Linked DNA regions of Hordeum vulgare: region 1 is linked to region 2. A link is a contact called in public Hi-C data. All regions are on one chromosome and are shown on one strand. The core of a region is the stretch at or near the end of the contact, and the rest is flanking DNA. Distances in the headings are between cores, read along the strand shown.

The links. Hi-C and Micro-C count contacts between places; a contact is called where the count stands out from the background.
Region 1: a contact with region 2 is called in a Hi-C map of leaf, with 4 times the contacts expected there. The contact joins the promoter of LOC123426264 here to the enhancer-like site in region 2. A contact is called at or near these places in 6 of 6 Hi-C or Micro-C datasets (leaf, seedling and an unstated tissue) and 1 of 1 datasets of contacts at active chromatin or transcription factors (embryo).

What each region holds. Positions count from the first base shown.
Region 1 is chr2H:355,521,931-355,527,896 of MorexV3_pseudomolecules_assembly, forward strand. LOC123426264 (CSC1-like protein ERD4) reads left to right here and starts at 1,995. Exons shown (of 7, transcript XM_045110062.1): 1 at 1,995-2,457; 2 at 3,514-3,659; 3 at 4,206-4,481; 4 at 4,583-5,427; 5 at 5,516-5,771. The coding sequence starts at 2,184.
Region 2 is chr2H:355,352,262-355,357,993 of MorexV3_pseudomolecules_assembly, forward strand. It overlaps LOC123427236, which reads left to right. Exons shown (of 23, transcript XM_045111233.1): 21 at 1-7; 22 at 389-639; 23 at 821-1,217. The coding sequence ends at 880. Among protein-coding and RNA genes, the nearest start is that of LOC123427236, 17 kb to the left of the region's middle. Within about 2 kb of position 2,775, at least 2 of the 3 cell types and tissues checked have open chromatin away from gene starts, as enhancers often do. A contact at or near this core is called in leaf, where this site is marked.

The DNA.
Region 1 (5,966 bases), core at 745-3,244, 170 kb after region 2:
TGACGTGCGTGTGCTCCAGTAACTGGTCTAGTATGTATAGCAGCAGGGGCTATGGGTGTAACAATGGTATTGATGTCCTCATCAATGAGTCTTACCGGTTTGGTCAATAGACAATCAATCTAAAGAAATCCTCGGCATGATATATTTGTTTTTGTTTTTTAGGGAATACTTTTTCATAAATTGATCCACACAAGACAATTATAAGACCGTTAGAGTAACTCCAACATAGCGGCCCAAATTGTTCTCTCGCGTCCGTTTGGGTCAACGCGGCCGAAAGTGAAGGCCCAATGCGTCGACCTAAAGTCAAAACACGTCCGCGAGGACCCATTTCAGGCCCAAAAATACGCTGAAATGCGTCGGCGCGGATGCGGCGCGCGCCTTCTCATGTCCGCGCTCGTCCACACATGGCACCCGGTCAAAGTTGGCGTCGTCTTTATTAACGACGACCGCCTACCGCAGGCCCACGCATTAGCGACCCAAAATCGTCCTTTTTAATCCAAGCGTGCCGGGGGGGGTCATCCTGTTTTTAAAGTCGCCCCATCCCCATCTAGCCACCTGTGCTCACCCGTCGGCGGCAAACCCTAGCCACCACCATCACGAGGTTCTTCTCCATGAAATACAAGGGCAAGTCCCCCGCCGTCCTTGTCCGCGCGCCGGAGTCTTACCTTTCGCCTCGCCAGCGGGTCAACGTGCTAGTGCATCAGCCGAGGTGGCACTGGGAGAACCGTGTCCCTCTCGCCTACGCCAATATCACGCTGCCGCACGACTCGCACTTGGGTCCGGAGAGGATCCCAGTGCGAGCGGTGCCGCGGTCGGTGCAGACGCATGCGAAGGAGGTGAGGCGCCGACGGGAGCAGCTGACACCAGAACAGCAGCGCAACCCGTCTACGCTGCAGACTCCCCGACTGGCATGCGTGTTTCGCGTGGAAGCACGAGGAGCAGCGCCGACATGGCATCCGTGACGTGGTGGCTGGACCGCCGCCGCCCCTCATCGTGCGTGAAGAAGACCAGGAGGCGGAGGCGGCTTACCAAAACGCGTTGGCGACCGTCCTGCGTGTGAGCGAGGAGGAGGCGCACCTCAAGAAGGAGGAGGAGGCCTACGAGAAGCAGCTGGCAGAGGGCATTGCGCTCTCCGCTGCCAACGACATAGTCCTGCCGCCGTTGGCCCCGCCGTCCCTCGCCGCCGGCCTTGCCATCCCCCGTCTCAGGCTGGAGGTGTACGCCTGGGACGGGGTGGTGCGCGAGTAGGTCAGCGCGCCACCGATTTGGTTGGGTGCGACGTCGGAGCAGGAGGTGGCCCACCTGGAGCACTGACGACAGCGGCGGGTTTGGGAAGAAGGCGCACATGCCCGGCGGATTGAGCTCATGGATCGCGAGGCCGAAGCAGAGAGGAGGAGTGACATGCTGCCCACCAAGCGTCGGTGCAACCACCGGCGGACGATGTCGTCGCCGCGTGGGAGACGACCTTCCGTGGGGTGGCCCGGCGCCGACGCTCATCGACCTCACCGACCCCGAAGACGAGGAGGAGGAGGGCACTTAAGGCAACACGTCTCCTTGTTTTTAGTTTATTTAATTATGTTTATTGTGATGTGGATTATCACCGTCCTCGCATGCTGACATTTATGTTTAATTAATGATTTTTATATTTTTTGAAATGTTTGATTCGCGTCGCCTAAAAATGATCGCTGACCACATTAAACGCAAACATCGATTCAATCAAAAAACGGACACGAATGTTCGTGAGACCGATCCAAACAAACAAAATACAAACAAAAGCGTCGTTCGTTTGAATCAACGTGTTGAAATTGTTTTTACACACGCATCATGGAGGCGAGGAAGGTGAATCCATGAAAGGGGGCAAAAAGGAAGGGATTCGAATAATTGGAAAGGAGAAGGTGGAAGAGAGAGAGACACGGAGGCAAGGGGCATTTCAGACATTTTGCTGATCTCCATGGTCCCATCCCCTTCCTCTTCTCCCTCCTGCCCCTTTCCTTTGTTCGGCAACCTCCACAACTCATAAACTCCCCACCACGCCAGCCATTCCACAGCACAGCAAAGCATCCAATGCTTACCCTTCCCACCCATTTACTACCCTAATGCCCTCCGCTAATCACTCCCTCCACTACCAAACCCCATCATAATCCCCCCGGAGGAGGAGCGGGGCTGCTGCGGCGGCGGGCGTGATGGACATCTCGTCGTTCCTGACGTCGCTTCTCACGTCCTTCGTCATCTTCGTCGTGCTGGTGCTGTTGTTCACGTGGCTCTCGCGCCGCCCGGGGAACGCGCCGGTGTACTACCCGAGCGTGCTGCTGCGGGGGCTCGACCCGTGGGAGGGGCGCGGGCGGGGCACGCGCAGCCCCGTCGGCTGGATCCGCCAAGCGTTCGCGGCGTCCGAGCCCGACGTCGTCGCCGCCGGCGGACTCGACGCCGCCGTCTACCTCGTCTTCCTCTCCTCCGGTACGGCCAAGCCAACCACGCTCTCCACTTCGTTTGTTTGCCCATGCCTTTGGTTGAGTTGGTTGTTTGGTTCCCAGATTGATTTGGTTGAGTACTTGTCTGTGCGTTTCCGTATTTTTTTTCGCTTCCACAAAAAATAATATTTCGTGCACAAAATATAAAATTAAGTCGTGCTACTGTGCTACGGAGTATGCTTTCCCTAATGAATCTGCTATATTCACGGAAATTGTTTTTTGAGACCGAGCTCCATAGAGGCCTTTAAATTCAAAGTTTAAATTTCGTGAAAATTCGTATTTTAACATTTCAAAATATTCTGAAAAAAATACATAGGTAGATGAAGGTACAATACATAAATGTATAAATCTTCAGAACTAAATACGTTGAAATGAAGGCTATGCGAAAAAGATAAATCTGAACCTTTTTAACACATACTATTCATCTTTCGAGACCATGAATTTGTCTTTTATGTACTGGTCGCGTCTCAAAGTATTTTGGCCTGAAATTTTACACACACGCGGATCACACACCTGTTTAGTTGTACAATTGTTTTCAGATTTTTTAAAATCAAAATTTTCGAATTTTGTTTTTTTCAAAAATTTCGGCCTCCATGGCTCCTGGGTGCCATAACGCCATTCTCAGTACTATACGAACATCTAGTATTTTCTAAAAATGTGTACCAACATGAAGATACGGCCGATTGTGTCAACTGCCAGAATGGCAATAACAAATCCTAATTGTTGCTATCAGTTTACTTTATATTATATATAAAATACTGCAAAGCAAAAGGTGTAGGACAAGCAAGAGCCATGCGTGTGCTTTGTTAAGAGGAGTTATCACCACCCGTCCCGAAGGCCGGGCCCAAGCGAGATAAAACTATCATGCATGGAGGGTTGCTCGAAGTATGAAATTTAGCATGTTATAAACTGCTTAGTCTGTAGTGCAAAGAGTTAATGCTAGGATGCGTTTTGGGTCAGATATAGGTAGGTAGATATATCATTCAGAGTGCTTGCTTGAATATAAAAATCTTATCAGAATTTTTGTTCTCTCGTGTTCCAGTGTTGGCAATCCTTGTGTTTTCCGCGATTGTGTTGCTTCCCGTGCTGTTACCAGTTGCTGGAACTGATCATGCCCTGGAGGATTCTACTGGCAGAGTGCCGCCCAACGTCACAGATTTTGAAAGATTAGCATTGGGCAATGTTAAAGTAAGTAATCCTCTTATCTGACCTTGATGACCTGTCTTTGTTGCCGCAAATAGGTCTATAGAATATTCCAATTATTCAGACTTCTGGAGACATTTTCATGCTTGATCTGCCCATAACCAGGTGGATGATTGGCTCCATAAAATGTACCGTACATATCGTTATGTAGATGAAACGCATAATTTGGCACATTATTAGATATTTGTATTGTCAGAATCAGTATCTGTCTCGTTGCTGTCCTATTAGGAGCCATTAGGTCCATCACTTCTGAAGTTTTGACTGAACTGAAATTCTGCTGCGGGATAAGTATTCCTTGTTTCTACAGTGTTTATACAGTTTAACAGTTGTTGCTGTAATCACCTGTTGCACAATTGTTATCTGCGGATTCATAATAACGTGAACTTTGGTTGAAAATGGTAATATTGAGAACTGCAGTAGCTGGAGTTCTTCTCTATAGAAACGTACAGTCTATAAAGAGGACTGCCAGATTGCAATCACAGGCACTCGCTGTCACAACCAAACTCAGTAGTGTCTTGATATTTTCTCCAGGACGAAAGTGCGAGGCTGTGGGCATTTATATTTGCAGTCTATTGGGTCTCCTTTGTCACCTATTTCATACTATGGAGATCCTACAAGCATGTTTCGAATCTGAGAGCAGCTGCGCGATCAACATCAGACGTTAAACCAGAGGAGTTTGCCATGTTGGTGAGAGATGTTCCTGTTCCACCTCCTGATCAAACTATAAAGGACTCGGTGGACTCGTATTTTCGAGCACTTCATCCTGACACATTCTACAAAGCAATGGTTGTGACAGACATCAAGAAGGTACTGCAACTCAGAGGTTCTTTAGGGCAGTTCCGCCCTTTGTTTATTATTTGTGGCATGTGTCTTATTTTCCCCGTACATGATAAAATCGTCCTATGCAGGCTGATAAAATTTTCCAAGAGATTGAAGGTCACAAACAAAAAATTGCTCATGCTGAAGCTGTCTATGCAGAGTCAAAAACAACAAATAGACCTGAGGGAACGAGGCCTACACATAGGACGGGATTCCTTGGCCTTATCGGTAAAAAGGTTGACACGCTTGAGTATTGTAGTGAGAAGATTAAGGAATTGCTTCCCAAACTGGAGGATGAACAGAAGAGCACCCTTAGTGATAAACAGCAACGGGCGGCCTTTGTCTTCTTCAACAGCAGAGCTGCTGCAGCCTCTGCATCTCAGACTCTCCATGCCCAGATGTTTGATGAATGGACAGTTACAGAAGCTCCTGAACCACGTGAGGTAATATGGACCAATCTTCCAAAGAAAATATATGATAGGCAAACCAGACAGACTGTGGTCTACCTCATTGTCTTTGTCACCGTGGTTTTCTATATGATTCCTATTACTGCTATCTCTGCTGTTACAACGTTGCAAAAACTGAGGGAGAAGCTGCCCTTTCTGAAGGTGGTTGTGGACCAACCTTTACTTACGACAGTCTTACAAGCTTACCTGCCGCAGATCGCCCTCATTGTTTTCCTTGCTTTGCTGCCCACTCTTCTTATGCTCCTGTCAAAGTTAGAAGGAATTCCTTCACAGAGCCATCTAGTGAGGGCAGCATCAGGAAAATACTTCTACTTCATCGTCTTCAATGTCTTCATCGGCTATGCAATTGGTTCCTCACTATTCAGTGCTTTGCAAGATGTTATCAACAACCCTCCTGGAATTTTTACGACTCTTGGCGCCAGGCTTCCTGGAAATGCAACTTTCTTCCTCACATTCGTTGCACTGAAGTAATTACCGTGTCTCATTTATGCACTTCTTGTCCTGCGCTTATTCCAGGTGTAGAATATATAACTGATTGATTGTTGTTTTTGACAGATTCTTTGTTGGTTATGGGCTTGAGCTCTCTCGTTTGGTCCCTCTCATCATTTTCCACCTGAAAAGGAAGTACCTATGCAAGACAGAGGATGAGGTGAGAGCGGCCTGGGCTCCAGGAGACCTGGGGTATAACACCAGGGTTCCAAATGATATGCTGATCGTGACAGTTGTGTTGTGCTACTCCGTCATCGCGCCTTTGATTTTGCCATTTGGCGTTGCTTACTTTGCTCTGGGTTGGCTTATCGCAAAAAATCAGGTGAGCAAGATTTTACTCCCTCCGTCCCAAAATAAGTGTGTTAAGCTTAGTACAATTGTACTAGCTCTAGTACAAAGTTGAGACAGTTATTTTGGGGCAGAGGGAGTATTTACTAAAATGTATGTTGAACAGTTGGGCTGGCCTAGGCACAGCCTTTTTTCCTTTTCTTGTGCAAATAGACATGCCTTCTTAAAT
Region 2 (5,732 bases), core at 1,525-4,024:
GATCTTGGTACTTGAGCATCTAACTATTCTCTTTGTGCTTACACGTTACATATGCCTGATTTTGTTAAACCATATTAATCAAATCTTATATGAGGTGCTTCTGAGCTGAAAAGTATACATCATTGCGACAATTTATTTATCAACTAAAATATTTGTCATCAAGAATTCAAGATGTTGATGACTTGACAGTTGACCCGGTAGCAGTTTGGCATCCCATACTTAGTCAAATGACTGCCAAGCTGTGGTCCTGTATATGACCTATGCTTGGATGCTGAATTTTGCGTTTTGTGGCATTCAGTAAATTTAATAGAATTTTGCATTTTGTGGCATTCAGTAAATTTAATCTTATTGTGAATATGTTATTTACATTTTGTCATTTGTATTTCAGGAGCAACGAATGGGGAAAATGATTCTGAAACGGGTCTTCCAGAGTTTGATCCAATCAAGCATCACAACAACTATTGTCCATGGGTTAATGGATATGTTGCCACTGCTTGCACTATGAATACTGGTTCCAGCACAAATAGTGCAGCATTTTGTGGCTGGCAGCTTACAGTAGATGCACTTGAGACTGTCCAGTCTCTTGGTCAAAACCAGTATCAAGCCATGAAGTCTGATTCTGCGGCATCACTATATAAGGTGAGAATTTAGACAAAAACTATATGTCAGGCTTTCATTTCATAGAGATGCTTTTGTAAAAACCAACCTGGTTAGAGTCAAAGGAAAATAGCAAAAAAAAAAGGACCTGGTGCACCCGCTGTACGGTACTGCAAATTTCCTGGTTTAGTGTACTTTACGTTCTTAGCCGCATGTTTTGCAGGATGACCACGCCGCACCTAGCCACAAGCTGCTGAAAAGGCCAAAACACAGCAAGTGCTAACTGAAGCGCCTCTGGTACATGCGTACATTCGCTAAACTTGGATCCAGCTCAAAATTAGTTTGACTGATGCAAATCTGAAGAAATCTAGTTTGCTATCTGCAAGACTAGGCTTGGAGCTCGACATAGCAGAAGAGCTCAGAAGGCGCAAGCAGGCGGCGGAAGAGGAATAAGTTAAGCATTGTAGATTGTAGATGGACTTGTTGCCTAGCTGTTGTTTCTTTTATTGTGTTTATATATTGCTATTCTGGAAGATTTTGTGAGTCTAAAATTCTGAATGTACCGTCTATAAGACTTATGATTTATGCCAATGAACAGCATTTGGCTGAGTTAACCTTAATTTAAATTGTTGTCTGTTGTCATTTACCCCACCTTAATTTGGTATTATCTACTTGCTGGAACATTTTACACACCATACATGATATGAAAAGGGCATGGATAACAAACCGGGGCTTGCTGAAGTCCGGGGAAGCAGGGTACTACTAGGCCGACCGTGCTTTTGGCACTTGTGGTTTCAACTAGCGGCATTTTGGCTATTCTCCCTTTTCCATTGTATGAATGACGCGTGAAATGAGTGAATGCTAAGCAAGCATGGGCCTTGGCCTCTGGTTCATGTTCCACATACAGGACGAAAATGAAAACAATTCATTCATTTGGCGATAGAAAAAAATCTCCGAAATCACCAGTCTAGTCAAGAATTTTTGGGCCCTTTGCAAAGATTATCCAAAAACTCCCCTAAAATCATGAAGAAATTTTGGTGGGTTATTCTCCCATGGACGGGGATGGATGGAACATGTTTTTTTTAGATCCGATTTCAAAACAATTTATCGCTTAAGCTGATCCAATCGAAAAACAATTTGTAACTTGTGCTTCGCGCGTAGTGCACTTTGTGCCTTCCTTTTGTGTACTTCTTCTATATCATAACATTTGTTATTGGAGAAAACTAATCTAGCTTTTTTCAACAAGTATTTAAAAACAGTGAAAGTAATTGACAGTATACTCCACGCGTAGTAACTCTGTGCTCCCTACTATATTGCGTGTGTGCTCATTGCATAGCACACTCCGTGTTTCCTTTCTTAACCTAGTGTTACAATAGGAAAAAGTCTATTTTAAAATCTGAATTTGTAAAGGTTCGACGAAATGAACCTCCTACTCAAAATCCCTGTCGATTGCACCCTAGACTATGCAATCCCGGTCTAAAAAGAACGCTGGGTTTGTTTGACAAACCGGGATTGTTCATTTGACCGGGATTGGCTGCGCTGCGAGGGGCACACGCGGAAATGACTGGGCCAGCCCAGTCAAGTCCATCTCGCTCTCAGACTTCACAATATTTTAAAATGGCACGTACTATCTTTTATATATATATTCATTCTATTTTATATATATATATATTTTATTTTTTGAAAAATGACAGCTTTTTTTATTAACTTTTTCGTTTTTATAAACTTTTTGTGTTCACTTTTTTGTTTTTTATTTTTTTAGACCATGCGGCAACCTTTTTTTAGCAGTTTAACAAAAAAAAAGGACCGATTCCGGTTGACATTTCTCACGTGAGCATTTTTATGTCTCAGGGTTCAATTTAGACCGGAATCATATAGTTCAGGGTGCAAACGACAGGGATTCGGACTTAAGAGTTTGATTCGCCGAACCTCTATGAATTCAGGGTTTAAAATGGACTTTTTCCATTACAATACATGTTGTAGGCCGAAAAGACCAGGAAACTGAAAATCAGGGTAGACCCGTTTCCCCGTGGAAAACTAGAGGAAAATAATAAAAATAAAACATGAAAAGACAAGGAAACCGGAAAACAGGTTCCCCATGCAGCTTGGTCTCAGCATGCGATACGTGTCCGTACGGGTGCTCTCTCCGGCCGGCCGTGTGCGTTCTCGTGCCCTTGAGTTGAGTGCCGCACAGCCACAAGTATCTCAACTCTTGTTTTCTCGAGAATGAAACATTTGCAACATCTAAACAAATCGAACTAATGAATGATTATAATCATGGGAGTACATGTTTAAGAGCATTTGTTGGTAGCTTTAAGGTTGCTTTCATTGTGCCCTCTACGGTGGGCTACAAGAACATGTCCGACAGCGCCATTTTGACAATGACGTGCTATCGCAAACTGGTTGGCGGTAGCAGGAGGGAAAAACAAATTTTATCCAGCGAAGCGAAGCACACAATCTTAAGACACCGAGCTTTCCAGCTATCTGCATAATTGGCAACTGCAGATCTTATTCTGTGGGGATGTTCGCCTTACTTTATGTTTGAACGAACTAGTTGTGCACCAACTTGCATGAGAAAGGAAAGATAATTAGCGTATAACTTTGCTTTGTTCTCAAGGAAGGAGTGCCAAATCCTCCCTGGCATCGTCCACATGGTTCGATTTGGAAAGAAATGAATGACTCCCATTTGGAGAGAAAGGAATGAATAATTTTAGGACATACTCCTTCCACCCTAAATATAAATCTTTTTAAAGGTTTTACTAAAAGACTATATAGATGTATATAAACATACATTAGATTATAGATTCATTCATTTTGTTTCGTATGTAGTTTTTAATGAAATTAAAAAAAAACTATATTTAGAAACGGAGGGACTTCCTATCTTTGAAGTTGTTAGGCCATCTCTAACGATGACCTGTAAATTATCTCTGCATTTTTTTAACGCAATACACACGTAAGTGCTCATGCACTTACCTCTATGAACGCACACCTATCCGTATGAGCACTTTCGAGATAGTGAGCTGACATATCATGTTGAGATTTGCGAATTCATCATAGGCGCCCCGTCGTCGACAGGAACGACTTCTTTCAATGAATGCGCATCGTCGGAAATCTTGAAATAAATCCAGGAATAATGCGAGCACGAGGACTTGAATTCTGATGGACTGGAAATACCGATGTCCCTGTAATCATCACCAGAGGTTGGTTCGTCATTATCTCCTGCATTTGTTCGCGGACAAGGGACCAGTTCATGGAAGCCGGTTATCAAATACTACTCGCATACAATTCAAACACTAGTTTAAACATACTAGACGTGGTTCATGCAAACCGGCTGATTTTCATATAAACCGAAGCATATTCATTACAATTCAGATATTTTTCATTAAAGAAGATGCAGACGGACCTAAATCTATCCTACGGTGGCGCCCAGCGTCCAGTTCTTTTGTATTCCGCCTCGGAGACCACATCCTCTGCTCCTCCCGTGCCTGCTAGAATACCGACATAGGAGCTGGCGCAGGCTGCTCCCCCTCTTCCATGGCAGCGTCGAAGTGCGCATACGCTTGTTGCATGGTCAAGCTGGCATGCACAAGCGCGGGGTCGTCCTCTAAACCCATGGTGGGATCGTCGTCGAAGACCTCGGGTGAGCTAGCCGGAATGTCGTGCTCGATCCGCCAAGCATGACGGGTCTGCCAAGCGGCCGCATGAGAGGCTATCTCATGCTTCTGCTCCAATGACATGATTTCTCACAAAGCGCTAGATCTTGCGGTCATGGTGGATGCGGTGCAATGGAGGGGGATGTGGAACGAATGTGGTGTGTTGTGGAGTTAGCTAGGTGTGACCGCCTTCAAAGAGATATTCCGGTGAGGCCAAGCACCCGGGTGCGTCAATGCGCGCCTGCTTAATGGCAGCATACAGACGGATGAGCTTCGAACGGGCATAGTAAATATCCGTCTCGTCCCATCGCCAGTACACTTCACTTCAGCATTGAACATGCACGAACACCAGGGGCGCATCGTAGGCGACGCTCTTGGTCGGCGTGCCGCATCAATGTCATCACCAGTGAGAGTTGATGCCCGCTCTGATCCAACGTCAATGTAGAGCGGCCGCTCTATAACGGCATGAATGTGGGCAGCTGGTGATAGACACGAACGCGCGCACGTGCGAGGGTGAGAGGTTTGGGTGGGCCGAGTTAGTCATGAGTTCACGTGACAGCGGTCCGGATGTCCGCAAAGCCCCTTCCCATTTCTCTTTGATTTGTGGGGAAAAGCACGTTCGGACCGATGCAGAACTGTGTTCGATGATGAAACACGTGTGGACCGTGTGATCCAAACAGTTTCAGGTTATTTGAGGAACGACTTTGGAGATGCCCTTAGTATCCTTATGGTGGGGAACGAAAAAGGTTGATTCTTAACAACAATGACTTAGCTGATCATTTTATTTTTAAGAATATGTTAGAATTAATGGGCTTGTCTCATGTAAATTTTCAGGAATTTCTAAGTAAACCTCAAAGACCCGTGAATGGATGCAAGAGAGGCGCAAGTCCCACCTCAAGAGCAAAGATGGTGTGAGATGAACTAAATCGCACAGTCTCACTCCAATAATTGATGTGTTAAGAAGAGAAAAGGACACCACATGCACACACTAACCCCGCTTCGGAGGGCACGGGCATGTGACATGCACGTGAATAGTTCGTGCTCATATGGGGTCTTCTATACATATGGTTGACCGGCCGCAACCAAAGATACACCAAAAACTAATAAGTGGTTTGCCTTATCTTGTTATTTGCATCGTCGTTGTGACCTACTCCATCCTGAATGCGGACGAGAGGGGAGAGCAAGTATCATGCACCGGAAAGGACGAATTAGATTTTTAGAAAGCTCTACACACTATTTGTCATATCTGTCACCACGAGTTGTCTTCCGTCCAAGTCGGGTGACATCATGTGCCGTCTTGGATTTGACCATTGATCTATACCTCCATTGTTCCCTTGCGAGCACACACCGGGGCATGTATGGGCCATCAATGTCGGTGCCAAAACTGACAGATCTCGGATAGGGGTACCGAGCTAGTGATCTAGGAACAATGGTGAACATGAGACAAAGGGGATAATGTTTCACCGACGTTCGTGCCCTCTC